Linked DNA regions of Sus scrofa: regions 1 and 3 are each linked to region 2. Evidence: chromatin contacts called from public Hi-C and promoter capture Hi-C data. All regions are on one chromosome and are shown on one strand. The core of a region is the stretch at or near the end of the contact, and the rest is flanking DNA. Distances in the headings are between cores, read along the strand shown.

What was found. Promoter capture Hi-C pulls out the DNA fragments that hold promoters and counts their contacts. Hi-C and Micro-C count contacts between places; a contact is called where the count stands out from the background.
Region 1: a Hi-C map of embryonic fibroblasts shows a contact between it and region 2, with 2.3 times the contacts expected there. The contact joins the promoter of KIF3B here to the promoter of ASXL1 in region 2. A contact is called at or near these places in 2 of 5 promoter capture datasets (fetal liver and liver) and 6 of 47 Hi-C or Micro-C datasets (embryonic fibroblasts, heart right ventricle, liver and 1 more).
Region 3: a promoter capture Hi-C map of fetal liver shows a contact between it and region 2, with 2.7 times the contacts expected there. The contact joins the enhancer-like site here to the promoter of ASXL1 in region 2. A contact is called at or near these places in 1 of 5 promoter capture datasets (fetal liver), 4 of 47 Hi-C or Micro-C datasets (fetal heart ventricle, fetal skeletal muscle, fibroblasts and 1 more) and 2 of 2 datasets of contacts at active chromatin or transcription factors (alveolar macrophages and skeletal muscle).

What each region holds. Positions count from the first base shown.
Region 1 is chr17:35,911,911-35,916,298 of Sscrofa11.1, reverse strand. It overlaps KIF3B (kinesin-like protein KIF3B), which reads right to left and starts at 2,085. Exons shown (of 9, transcript XM_021077424.1): 1 at 1,920-2,085.
Region 2 is chr17:35,984,053-35,988,147 of Sscrofa11.1, reverse strand. It overlaps ASXL1 (putative Polycomb group protein ASXL1), which reads right to left and starts at 2,170. Exons shown (of 12, transcript XM_021077427.1): 1 at 2,044-2,170. The coding sequence starts at 2,100.
Region 3 is chr17:36,103,117-36,107,013 of Sscrofa11.1, reverse strand. All of the region lies in intron 4 of NOL4L (nucleolar protein 4-like), which reads left to right. Among named protein-coding and RNA genes, the nearest start is that of NOL4L, 96 kb to the left of the region's middle. Within about 2 kb of position 1,378, at least 4 of the 83 cell types and tissues checked have an H3K27ac peak or open chromatin away from gene starts, as enhancers often do. A contact at or near this core is called in fetal liver, where this site is marked.

The DNA of each region.
Region 1 (4,388 bases), core at 836-3,335, 72 kb after region 2:
CAGCAGCACATAACTTGGAAGTGGCAGAGCCAAGTTTTGAATCCAGGCAGCCTGATTCCATGCTTAAAACACTAGCCCACAATTGGAATTGCATGGTACCACTGAAAGGGCCTACAAAATACTCCTCCCACTTGAAAGAGGAGGGAACTAGAGGAGAGAGAAGCCTCTTTTAAACATTCCAGCTCTTTTTTGAAGTCCACACTATGGATGGTATCTATTTAAATGAAGCTTTATGTAAGATCTTGTTTCCTTGCCAGTGGAGGAAAAGCCTCTAACCATAGCAGTCAGAAGCAACAAAAGAATACCCTTGTGGCTTTGTAACAGCTACAGCTGAGAAATCAGAGACATCCTGGTGAGGGGGAGAAAATACAGGATTTACCTGGAAACATGTTCAGCTCCACCATTTAATATGTATAAGATTTTTAGGCAAGTCATTCACTTTTCTTAGCCTCAGTTTTCTTATCTTCAAAATAGGGATGACATCACCACCTACCTGGCAAAGTCTATGTGAAGATTAAGTGAGATAATACACCTGAAAAGTACTTCTTAATCATATATAGTTCATTCTCAATACTTGTGGGGGAATGGTTGCAGGAACCCCCATGCATACCAAATCCACAGATGCTCAAGTCCCTTATATATAAAGGTGAAGTAGGTGTATCTTCATTGAAAAAACCCATGTATCCCGTAGACTGATGCGGTTCAAACCCAGGCTAAGGGCCAATCACACCTGTAAATAGCTATTACTGTTTCAAGCACTTCTCAAAAGACATGAAGATAACTTTTTTTTCTTCCTTCCTTTCTTTTTTCTTTCCTTCGTCTTTTTAGGGCCACGCCCAAGGCATATGGAGGTTCCCAGGCTAAGGGTCCACTTGGAGCTGCAGCTACTGGCCTACGCCACAGCTCGAGGCAATGTCAGATCCTTAACCCACTGAGCGAGGCCAGGGATTGAACATGCATCCTCATGGATACTAGTCAGATTCGTTTCACCGAGCCACGATGGGAACTCCCCAAAGATAACTTTTTCTTTTGTAAGAGTCAAAAAGGTATAAGTAGAAAATAAAACCATAACCCCAGGAATCTACAAGGACTTGGTCCCCCACCAGGGCTACTTGGTCCACACCACCTCTCTTGCTCTGAGCAGAATGGAGAAGTAAAGCTGAGAGTGGAGGGATGTCAAACGGTAAGAAGTGGGGGGCGGATATCCACATGAGCTGGTGCACTACACACCTAAAGCCTACCTGTCTCAAAGTCATGGCCTCCAGGAAGCCTTGCCCAAACCACCCCACATGCCTCAGAACAGCTTGCTGAGCACTTACTATGCCAAGCTACCTGATATACCTGTCTCAATGGACTCTCACAGTGGTTCATTAATGCATTTTACAAATAAAGAAAAGGCTCACAGAGATTAATGTGCCCAAGGCCACAAAGTTACTCAGTGGAGATGCAGAGTCACAAATCCAGACACTCAGACTTCAAGCTGGACTCTTGGCCCCCAAGCCAGGGTGCCCTAAGAATTCTCATCTTAACCACTCTGAGCCGCAACTGTTAGGACCTCATTGGACAAACAGGTCAACTGAGACCAAGATGGGAAGGTACTTGCCCAAGGTCACAGGTGAGCCAGGGGCAGCGCCTAGGTTCTGACCCCAGGCTTTCGCTTGCCCGCCTCCCTCTAGAGCTGGGTCCGTGACCTCGACCCCTCGCGGCCGGGTTTGGGGTCAGGCAGCACACCTCCGCCCGGAGGAGGAGGGGCGAGACCGCCCGCACTGCCAGAAGATGCCCGGGAGGCAGGGCTGAGGATGCTCCCGTTCCCGGAGCAGCATAGTCGGTGTTGCTGCCCCGCGGTACTCCCGGAAGATCCCAGGCGGCGGAAGGATTGGCCCTGCCCGGCAGTTGATCGAACATCTCCCCTGACTCACCTGCGGCCCGAGCCGAAAGCGGGCAGCGGCGGCGGCTGCGGCGGCGGCAGTAGTGGCGGCGGCGGCGGCGGGGGCGGTGGCGAACCGTGAGGCTCAGCCATTCCCCGCTGCCCCGGATGGGGAGAGACGGCGGCCGCTCACTTCCTTAGCAACCCGGCAAGGCGACCCACTTCCTTAGCAACCAGTGTCAATTTCAATAACTTTATTGGGACACGAGTGGCGGACATGGAAAGCTTGTCTGGCGAGGTGGGGCGGGGCGAGACAGGGAGAGGAGGGCTGGGGCGGCAAGGTACCGGCTCTTTGTAGGTACCTTGTCTCAACATCCTTGAGACTTTTCACGCATTTAAAGGGTGTGAGAGGGCGCGACATGGCCTAACTCTACTTGCTAGTATCTCGTGCCTCAGTTTGCCCATCTGTAAAATGGAACGCAATGGCTTGATCTCTCCATTTGACCTTTCCTAAAGCGCTTTCGCATCCATTATCTGCCTTGCATCTCAAACGGCTACTGAGATAGTTCATATTTAGGGTCTGGCCGGTCACTCAAGCCAAAAATTTAGGAATCATTCTTATCTCTTCCTTATCCTTCACTCTCCCCCACATCCAGTCACCACGTCCCTTAGTGTACCTCTCAAATATTTCTGCCTCCACCGTTCTCCATCTCAGTGCCACCCCACCAGGCCAGGTGGAGTTCTTCCTGTGTCTAGTGTGCCTGCCATATCTGATCTCTTCTTCTACTTTTTTGTCTAGTCCTGACCTGACAATTATTTTCCACAAGGTGGCCAAGGTGATTTTTTTTTGGGGGGGGTGTCTTTTTAGGGCCACACCTGCAGCTTATGGAAGTTCCCAGGCTAAGGGGTCGAATCAGAGCTGCAGCTGCCAGCCTACCCACAGTCACTGCAATGCCAGATCTGAGCTGCATCTGCAACCTACACCACAGCTCACGGCAACACTGGATCCTTAATCCTCTGAGTGAGGCCAGGAATCAAACCCAAATCCTCATGGATACTAGTCCTATAATTAATCTGCTGAGCCACAGTGGGAGTTGCCCAACTCCCCAAGTGATCATTTTAAAACATGAAGGAGTTCTCATCGTGGCGCAGTGGTTAACGAATCCCACTAGGAACCATGAGTTTTCGGGTTCCATCCCTGGCCTCGATCAGTGGGTTAAAGATCCAGCGTTGCTGTGAGCTGTGGTGTAGGTTGCAGACGCAGAGGATCTGCGTTGCTGTGGCTCTGGTGTAGGCTGGCAGCTACAGCTCCGATTAGACCCCTAGCCTGGGAACCTCCATATGCTGTGGGTGGGGCCCTAGAAAAGACAATAACAATAATAATAAAAACAAACATGAAACACAGCATGGCACATTCCACTTAACATCATTCATGTACTCCCACTGCTTTTAAAATCGATACAACTCTGTTCCAGCTAGAATGGCCTGGAAGGCCAGTTCCATATTCCTTTTCTGCAGGAACTCAACCTGCTGTTACACACTCTGTAGAAGCTCCTGAGAGCAGGGTCCCTTCATTCACTGTTTTGTTTTGTTTTTTGCTTTTTAGGGCTGCACCTGCCACATATGGAGGTTCCCAGGCTAGGGGTCAAATTGGAACTGTAGCTCCTGGCTTATACCACAGCAATGCAGGATCCAAGCCTCATATTCGACTTACACCACAGCTCACGGCAACGCCGGATCCTTAACGCACTGAGCAAGGCCAGGATCGAACCTGGGTCCTCATGGATGCTAGTCAGATTCGTTAACCACTGAGCCACAACAGGAACTCCTTCATTCACTGTTATATCTGTTTTGCCTAAAACCATGCCTGCTTGGTCCATAGTAGTAAATATACATTGAATATTGAATGAAAGAATGAATGTCTGGGATACTCTTCCGCACCCCATACCCTAGCGTGGGAGGTATTGCTACTTACTTCCCCTGCATTTTTTTCCTGGCTCCTTAACACACAACTGGACTATATTCTCCAGCCTTCTCCATGGCTCAGACCAAGTTCTGGCCAACTGAATATGAGAGGTACCATTCTCAGGCCTGGCTGGTAGAAACCTCCCATCCAATTGTTCATCCTTTCTCTACTTTAATGTGAAGGAATTTAATGGGCACAAACTGGCCCAACACTGTAAATCAAGTACACTTTCATAAAAAAATACAGTAAAATAAATAAGCTACAAGGATAGCTTAGAGCATCATGAATATAGTTAATAGTCTAATAATAACTATAAATGGAATATAACACAAATTTTTTTTTTTTGTCTTTTCGCCATTTTCTTGGGCCACTCCCACAGCATATGGAGGTTCCTAGGCTAGGGGTCGAATCGGAGCTGTAGCCACTGGCCTACACCAGAGCCACAGCAACGCGGGATCCGAGCCGCGTCTGCAACCTAAACCACAGTTCACGGCAACGCTGGATCCTTAACCCACTAAGCAAGGCCAGGGATCAAACTCGAAACCTCATGGTTCC
Region 2 (4,095 bases), core at 921-3,420:
AGAAGAAAAAGAAGATAAAGAACATACCAGGATAATCTGGCAAGAGTTGAGACAATGGTAAAACAGAAATAGCAACCTGGATACTGAAGTGCAAATAACAGTAAATTCAAGAACCTAAAGAGACTTAACAGAACAGTGGACCCCAAATTCCTAGTGCCTTTCAACCAGGAAGAGCTAACAGAGCTTTGAGACAAGCGGACTTTAGAATTCCGTCAGTACATAACACAGGATTTAAAGGTACTTTCACCTACCTCTAACAAGTAAAACTCTGGCAAGCAAATTTCCTTCTGGTGCCCAAAGTCATAAACACCTGCATAACAGAAACTCAAGAGGAGAATTTCAATGAAAAGACCCAACTCAAGGAGAAAGAGAGCACGGCCTTCTGGCTCTCTCCTACTCTCCTTCAGGCCTCAATTTGTTTCCAGGTGAAGAAACATTGGAAAAATCCTAAAGTTAACAAGAGATCCTGAAAGCTAACCAAAACTTCCAAACTTGACTGAATCTGAGAAAAATATTTAGGTACCTCGAAATCTTCATATTTCATATGCCAAACCAAAACAAGTTAACTGAAGCACAAAACTTCAACACACAAACTAATTGCTACTTCTGTTCCTTGGGTAACAGATGCCTGGGGAAGATGATCAGGTACTCCAAATTTTTCCTATAAACTAAACAGCATTAGTTCTTTTTAAGTCAACGACTGAGTTTTACAGGCTCCAAGAAAGAAAAAGTTGAACCATAGTTTTCTAAAAACCTCAAACACACGTTCATCTTCTTCTGCACAACACCTCTGAGGCAAGAACCTCACTCTCCAATAAAATGAAAGATTAGAAAGTTGAGCTTCATTCATCATTAAAAGTGAATTATAGCAATTGCATATAAACTACAAGTTGTCGAGAGACAAGTGTGCCATCTGCACTATAACCCTGCTTTGTGATAATTCTGAGAAAGTGACATTTCTGAGACAAGTATAACCTGTTACTACTGTCATCAGCAAGATTTTATAAGAATATGTCTCAAAGTGTCTTAGCTTTGTGGGTGCAAATCCAAAAGGAAGATATTTCACTTGCAAGTCTTGTGACACTGAGAACAGAAAATTCACAACCTCCCTCACCAGACAGCTCCAAATACTCAAATTACTCTCTCCTTTGCTAAGTCCTCAGTAAGCAGTATCTTCAGAGACACTTAGTCTTTGTCCAACACTGCATGTATACATGCACCAGGACAACAAGGAATAGAGAACACACAGATACATTCTTTGCAAAGTGTACTTAGTTCTCTGCAGAATGCCTATGTCCAGACTTATGAAGTCCAGTCAGCAGTTCTCAAAGTGTGGTCGGTGGGCCACCTGCATTACAACCAACCTGGGTAGCTGGTTAAAATGAACATACTCAGGCTCTACTTCAGAATCTAAGACTCAAAAGGTCTTAGGTAGGACCCTAAGATGAGTATTCATTAACAACCTCCCCAGGTGTCCCCACAGGACACTAAAGTTTGAGAACCACAGCTCAGGGTTCAAGCTGGGAGTAAGCATTTGTTTCCCTCCACACACCTGGTTTAGATTTCGAAATCTCAAAATGCCACTCGCGTCCTTGAAACTGGGGGCTCTTTCCCACCCCCGGAGTCAAACGCACTACCCCACTGCCCACCAGGAAGCGAGGGAGGAGCTTCCGACCTTTCCCGGAAACCTAACTCCCCCGGGTGCACAAACGAAGCTTCCCCAGACCCCCGAGATACTGCCAAATAGTGGGGGAGGGGTGGCTGAGGCCCCGCCGCCCGGAGAGGGAGGAGCCGGCCAGCCAGCTCGCCCCTCCGCAGGAATTTGGGGGGGGGGGAAGCGTGCAGAAAAAGGCGCCACATCCGACCCGGCGGGGGACCTCTCCCCACCGAACGCCTTGGGGGGGGACTGTCCCGTTCCCGAGTGGCCCGCCCCCTCCTGCGGTGGGCAGGGCTTTCACCCCTCCCCCTCCCGGTGGGGGGGTGCCCGCCCAACCCACCCTCCACACGCCCCCCCACCAAGCCCCCCTCTGCCGCCCGCCTCACCAGGCGCGCGGCCTCGGCCCACGTGCGCTCCTTCTTCCTCTTCTGTTTGTCCTTCATCCTCCTCCTCCCCGGCGGCGGCGGCGGCGGCGGCGGCTCCACGCGGGACCTCCGGGCGGGGTGGGCTAGGGCGGCGGCGGCGGCGCGGGGCTGGGGCGGCGGCGGCGGCGGCGGCGGCGGCGGCAGCAGCAGCGGGGGGCGCGTGGCGGCGGCGGCGCGCGAGGACTCGGGTGCGGCCGGGGAGAAGGGGCGGGCGCGCTGGGGACCGGCTGGCGCGAGACCCGGCGCGAGGACGGCGGTGGGGGAGGGGTGGCGGCTCCACGCGCCCGCGCTGCGTCAGTCGCCCGCGGCGGCGGTGGCGGTGGAGGCGGCGGCAGCAGTGGCCCCGCGATCGCTAAGGAATGCGGCGGCACCGCATAACCATGGGGTCAGAGGTCACAGCTCTGGCCTCCGCTTTCCCGCTCTGCTGAGGGGCCAAGACTAGACTGGCGGCGGGGCAGGAAGGCGAGACGCGGCTTTCCCTTCGGCGCCAGGGTATATGCGTGTCTGCTGTGGGTGTGTGTGAGTGTGTGTGAAGAGTGAGGAGGGGGACTGTGGGGTTTTTTTTTTTTTTTTTTTTTTGAACAAAAACAAACCGAAAAGGTGGCTGGGAGTCGTAGTCCAGGCTGCCTGTCTGGCCTCTCCCGCTCCGGAAGAATATGGCTGCTTGCAACCTTCGGACCACACTTCCCGGCGATCCCAGCGGCCCGTCTTTTCCGCCCTCCCCTCCTTTCCTCCGCCCCGCGCAGAGCTCGGTGAGGAAGGGGGAAAGACAGTCTTTCGGGGAAGGGGCTGGGTGGAGTCTCGCGAGGTGCGGGAACTGGATGGGGGCCTGAAGCATTATGGGAGGTAATGCTGGGAAGGGGCGGTGGCTGGATCCCCACCACACCACCTCCACCGTGCTAGGTTTAACCCCTTCTGCGCTTCTCTCTTGCGGGCCGTCGCGCTGTTAAGGGTGGGGATTGACAACTGGTAGCTCAACCCCCACCCCCCACTTAGTGCCTTTCTCCGCCTAAGCGATTCTCACGGACACTTCTTGTAGGTGACAAGTGACAGGACTTTCCCTTTTGGTCCTCCGCTAAATGACTCACTGCCGCATAATAATGAGACAAAAAGAAACTCATACCAGTAAAACGGTTATTTCATGATTGAGGGACCTAGACAGTTTCCCATTTCCTCCTGTGCTTTCATGCCGCTTTGTGTTTGCAGAAGCTGTATTTGCAGAAGCTGCACCCCAGCCCACAGTGTTCTTACCACCTAGTGAACTTGGTGATATGGGTGGTGTAAAGAACTTGGACTTAGGGGCCATACTTTCCAGAATGCACCTGAGGCCTTTTTTGAGGCAGTACCCTGGAGAGAACACAGAACCTGGGGTCAAACGGACCTAGACCAGCCAGTCCAGGTTATCAGCGTAATACCTAACAGCATTATTGAGATTAAAATCAACATAAAACACCTGGCATGTTGGAAGAGGGTGTGAATGGGTATATATAATTTGGCTCCTGGCATAGAGCTAGTGTTTAATAGGTACCGGGCTGAGAGGCAATGGGCAATGTATTTACCCTCTCTGAGCCTTGGTTGCAGAGCACGAAATGAAATGAGATTCAGAGTACCCAACACATAGGTTTTCTGTGCCTGGTTGTTGAATCAGCCAATATCCAGAAACATTCCTAGAATCAGCCTTAAATTGGATAATGGCCAGTTCTTTAAAATTAGGGAGGAAGGGTCAGTGGCCATATTTGAAAGTTTTTCCCTCTGAGGAAGCACACTCTTCACTCCCTGAGGTCAGCACACGGGAGAGCCAATGCTTAGGGAAGACCAACACCATGCTGCCCAAGCCTAACAAGGAGTTCAGTGCTCCTGCTTGCTTGCTTGCTTTTTATGGAAGTTCCCAGGCTAGGGGTCAAATGGGAGTTGTAGCTGCCAGCCTACACCACAGCCACAGCAATTTGGGATCCAAGCCAAGTCTGCAGTCTATACCACAGCTCACATCAATGCTGGATCCTTAACCCACTG
Region 3 (3,897 bases), core at 129-2,628, 120 kb before region 2:
AAACAAAAGCCCGTTTTACACTCAATTCACTAGTAGGAAGGTGTTGAAAATGCTCACCCCAGCATCCAGGCACCCATGACAGCAGAGACAACAGAGCATCTCCGTGTAGATGCGAACATGTTTCTGACAGACCGTGTGTAGTGTGTGTGTGTGTGTATGTGTGTGTGAGAGAGAGAGAGAGAATACCTAAAATGTGGTAGGTGACTGGCTATGTCAGCCCTCCCCACTTCACATTTCCCAGAAGAGCCTGTGCTTGTGTGGCTAGGAAGCAGAGGAGGTGTGCTGGCAGAAGGAGTGGAATTGTGCTAGAGTGTCCCCAGGAGGCTGGCCTCCTCCCCCGGTGGCCAGGTGGGCTTGGGATGTAGCATGAAGCAGCAGCCTTGGGACCCCACAGCTCCCAGGAGCTGTGGCTCAGACCACCCTAAGATTTCATTTGTGCTGTTCCTTCCCAATGGGGATTTGAACCCTCATTGCTTTAGATCCTGGGGGGTTTTCTCTTCATTAATAAGCCGTCTGATGAACTGAAGTGGTTAAGTTGGGGTCAAATGTGGTTCAGTACCTTCTTGGCATGCTCAGAAGGTTGTGTGTGTAATGCTTGCTGACATGGAGACAAGGGGGGGAGATTGCCTCGCACTGAAGAATTTCCAGGGCCTAGAAGGGGCCTGCAGGTGTTCTAGAAGGAGGTACTCACTTTCTCCATCTTGGTGCCCGCCTGCTTGGGGTAGAGCCGGTGCTGGGGGAACTGCCTTGAGCCTGGTGGTCCTTTCAACAGGATCTTCAGCCTTTCATCAAAGAGACCCCCCAGGGGCTGGACAGGGAAGAGGTCTGTTCCCAGAAACGGCCCAGGCACATGCCCGCCTCCCACCCCTCCTCTGAAACACATACCCGAGGCTCCCGGTCAGGGCTTACGGTTTGCAACTGCACCATTCCCAGCAAATCCTCCTCCTTTGCTCCCTCAAAGCAAGTGGTAGAGATAGAATTACAGCTCTGAGGAAGGAACTGGAAAATGTTGTGTGAGGCACACCCCAGGATCCCTATCCTGGAGGATGCAAATGGCTCAACTTCAGAGGTACCAGGAACCCAGTTCCCAAGAAATTGACCCCAGTTGTAAAATAATCAGGTTACTGATAGCACCTGCCCCTAGTTACAGCCATGGATACAGGCGCGTTTCCACCATTTCCCTCTGGTCTCCCATTTTCTCCTCCTCCTGGGCTGGGCAGCAGTTGGTGCTAGTTTGCCTGCAGAGGAGGTAGGGCCTCAGAACCTGGGTGGAGAGAAACTGAACCTGCCCGTGAATTTTGGACTGCAGATAAGAGCAGGGAGGGTTTGGTCGTCTCCTCTCCTTCTGCTCAGAGTCAGGGCTCCCAGATTAGGGCGTGTCCCAGGGCCTGTCTGGGTGCCATACGCCCGCCCCCCATCCCTTGGCTGGCTCTTGAGTTCCCTCCCCAGAAGGGCAGTTGGCTCAGTCGCCCTGCGAGTGGCTCAGGCCCTTTGGTGCTGAATAAATGATGGACTTTTATCAACAGGTGGGCAAGGCTGCAGCCTGCAGGGTGTCCGAGGGCAGAGGTAAGAGGAGTCAGGGGGAATGACTAGCCAGTCACATGAGGTCTGGGTAGGGGGGTGGCCTGGAAGTAAGGGATTATATACACTCTTATTTTCTAAAGGAAATTTCATTAAAGTTTGTTTACAGAAAGAGAAATTAGGAGTTCCCCTCGTGGCACAGTGGTTAACGAATCCGACTAGGAACCATGAGGTTGCAGGTTTGATCCCTGGCCTTGCTCAGTGGGTTGAGGATCTGGTGTTGCCGTGAGCTGTGGGGTAGGTTGCACACGTGGCTCGGATCCCGAGTTGCTGTGGCTCTGGTGTAGGCCGGTGGCTACGGCTCCGATTAGACCCCTAGCCTGGGAACGCGGGAAGCGGCAAATAAATAAATAAATAAATAAAGGTGTCCCTTCTTAAAAAAAAAAAAGGAAAGAAAGAGAAATTAGCAGAGTGAATTCCTGTGAGGTTCCAGAAGGGAAAAGCAAGAAGTGCCCAACTTGTGACCTCTGGGCTAGCAGGGGGAGCACCTGGGGTCCATTCACAGGGCTGGGGTTCCTGTCGTGGCTCAGTGGAAATGAATCTGACTAGGAATCATGGGGCTGTGGGTTCAATGCCTGGGCTCACTCAGTGGGTTAAGGATCCGGCGTTGCCATGAGCTGTGGTGTAGGTCGCAGATGCTGCTCAGATCTGGCATTGCTGTGGCTGTGGTGTAGGCCAGCAGCTGTAGCTCCGATTAGACCCCTAGCTTGGGAACCTCCATATGCTGCAAGTGTGGCCTTAAAAAAAAAAAAAAAAAAAAAAAAAAAATTCTCAGGGCTGAGGCCCAGCCTCATAACCTGGGCCAGCACCTCCTGCAGGTCCCTTAGGCCTCCCCTGCTTTTCGTTGATGGACTCAGAACCGTGTGTACTGGTAATTGCCTGTGTGATTGGCTTGCTCCCGGGGCCTGGGCTCGGTGTGAGTGGGCGAGGCTACAGTCTGCCCTCCACAGCGGGGGGCTCTGCTTTGGCAGGTAGATGGCCAGAGGGGTCTGGGAAGCCTTCTCTCCCAGATCAGCCCTGAAAGTAAGGGTGTGGGAGCTAATTTTGATTGGAATTTATATTGAGGGGGGGTTGAAGTTAGGTTAATTGCTTCAATTTCTCACTTAAAAAAATTGATGTATGACTAGGTGTCAAAAGCTTAGCTAGAACCATCATCCAAAAGCAAGGATTCACGTGGCCCCTTGCCGGGGGCCGTGGGAACACTGGCTGGGGAGAGCTTGACAGTCAGTAGATACCTGAGGAGGGGCTTTCCCAGCCCCCACTCTCTCAGCGCTTACAAGTGGGTCAGAATTTTTCGCTCTCTCTTCCCCTGAATGACAGGGAGGGAGAGAGCCCTGCCGCAGTCATGGCGCCCCAACACAGCACTGGCACAGGGTAGATCGCCGTAAATGCAAGTGCCTGTTGACTCACTGAAGAGAGTGAACGAGGCGTGAGTGTAAACGTACTTCCGTCTCCCATGGGTTCCCATTAGGTGTCATCCTGAGACACTTTGTTGTTGAGGAATCTGGTTCTTTCGATTGGGGGGAGGAAGGGTTGTGAGGTGGCCCCTCGGTGTGATGGGCTGGTCTGTGATGTGGGCTCTGGGCACAGGCTGCCTGGGTTCAGATCCCAGCTCAGCCACTAGCTGTGGTGCCCTTGGGCAACTGAGGCAGGTCCCCGAGGGGCAGGTGTCAGGTATGCAGGTAGATCTGTCATGGGTGCCTGCTTGTTCTGTGGGGCCATTGCAAAGAAGTCTCCTAAAACCCTTGCCTCATAGCCCCTCGTGAGGGTGCTGAGTACTCCCCATTATCGAGTGCTTGCAATCCAGTGTGAAATTTAGCCCTCCTCCTCTGCGTGGTTTGACCCATCAGGGCAGGGAGGGGTGGAGAGGGGCCATTCCGGTGGACAGTTTCCTGACCTGAGCCAGAGAAACCCTAGGCTCTGTGCAGGGGCGCCTGGCAGCTGCAGGTGGGGGACCCTGCATGGCAGCACACCACCACCCGCCTGCCAGCCAGGGTCCAGGTTTCATCCAGTGTCCATTCAGGAACTGTGTAATGGGCCCAGGTCCTTGATTGTCAAACTGATGCCACATCGTCATTAAATACCAACATCATGCCAGGCAATTCAGCCCATCTGATAGGTCTCGGTGGCCTTGTCCAGGGGACACACAGCCTGGTCCTGGCTCTTAGAAGGACTTAAGGATTTCTGGGGAAAGACAGGGCAGAGAGCCACCTTGCTGACCGGCTACCACGGAGGCGTCTGTGCCTGCCCAAGTGCCAGGGCTGGTGGGACGGGCAGGCAGACAGTGTAAGGAGGGGAGATGTGGAGAATGAGCCA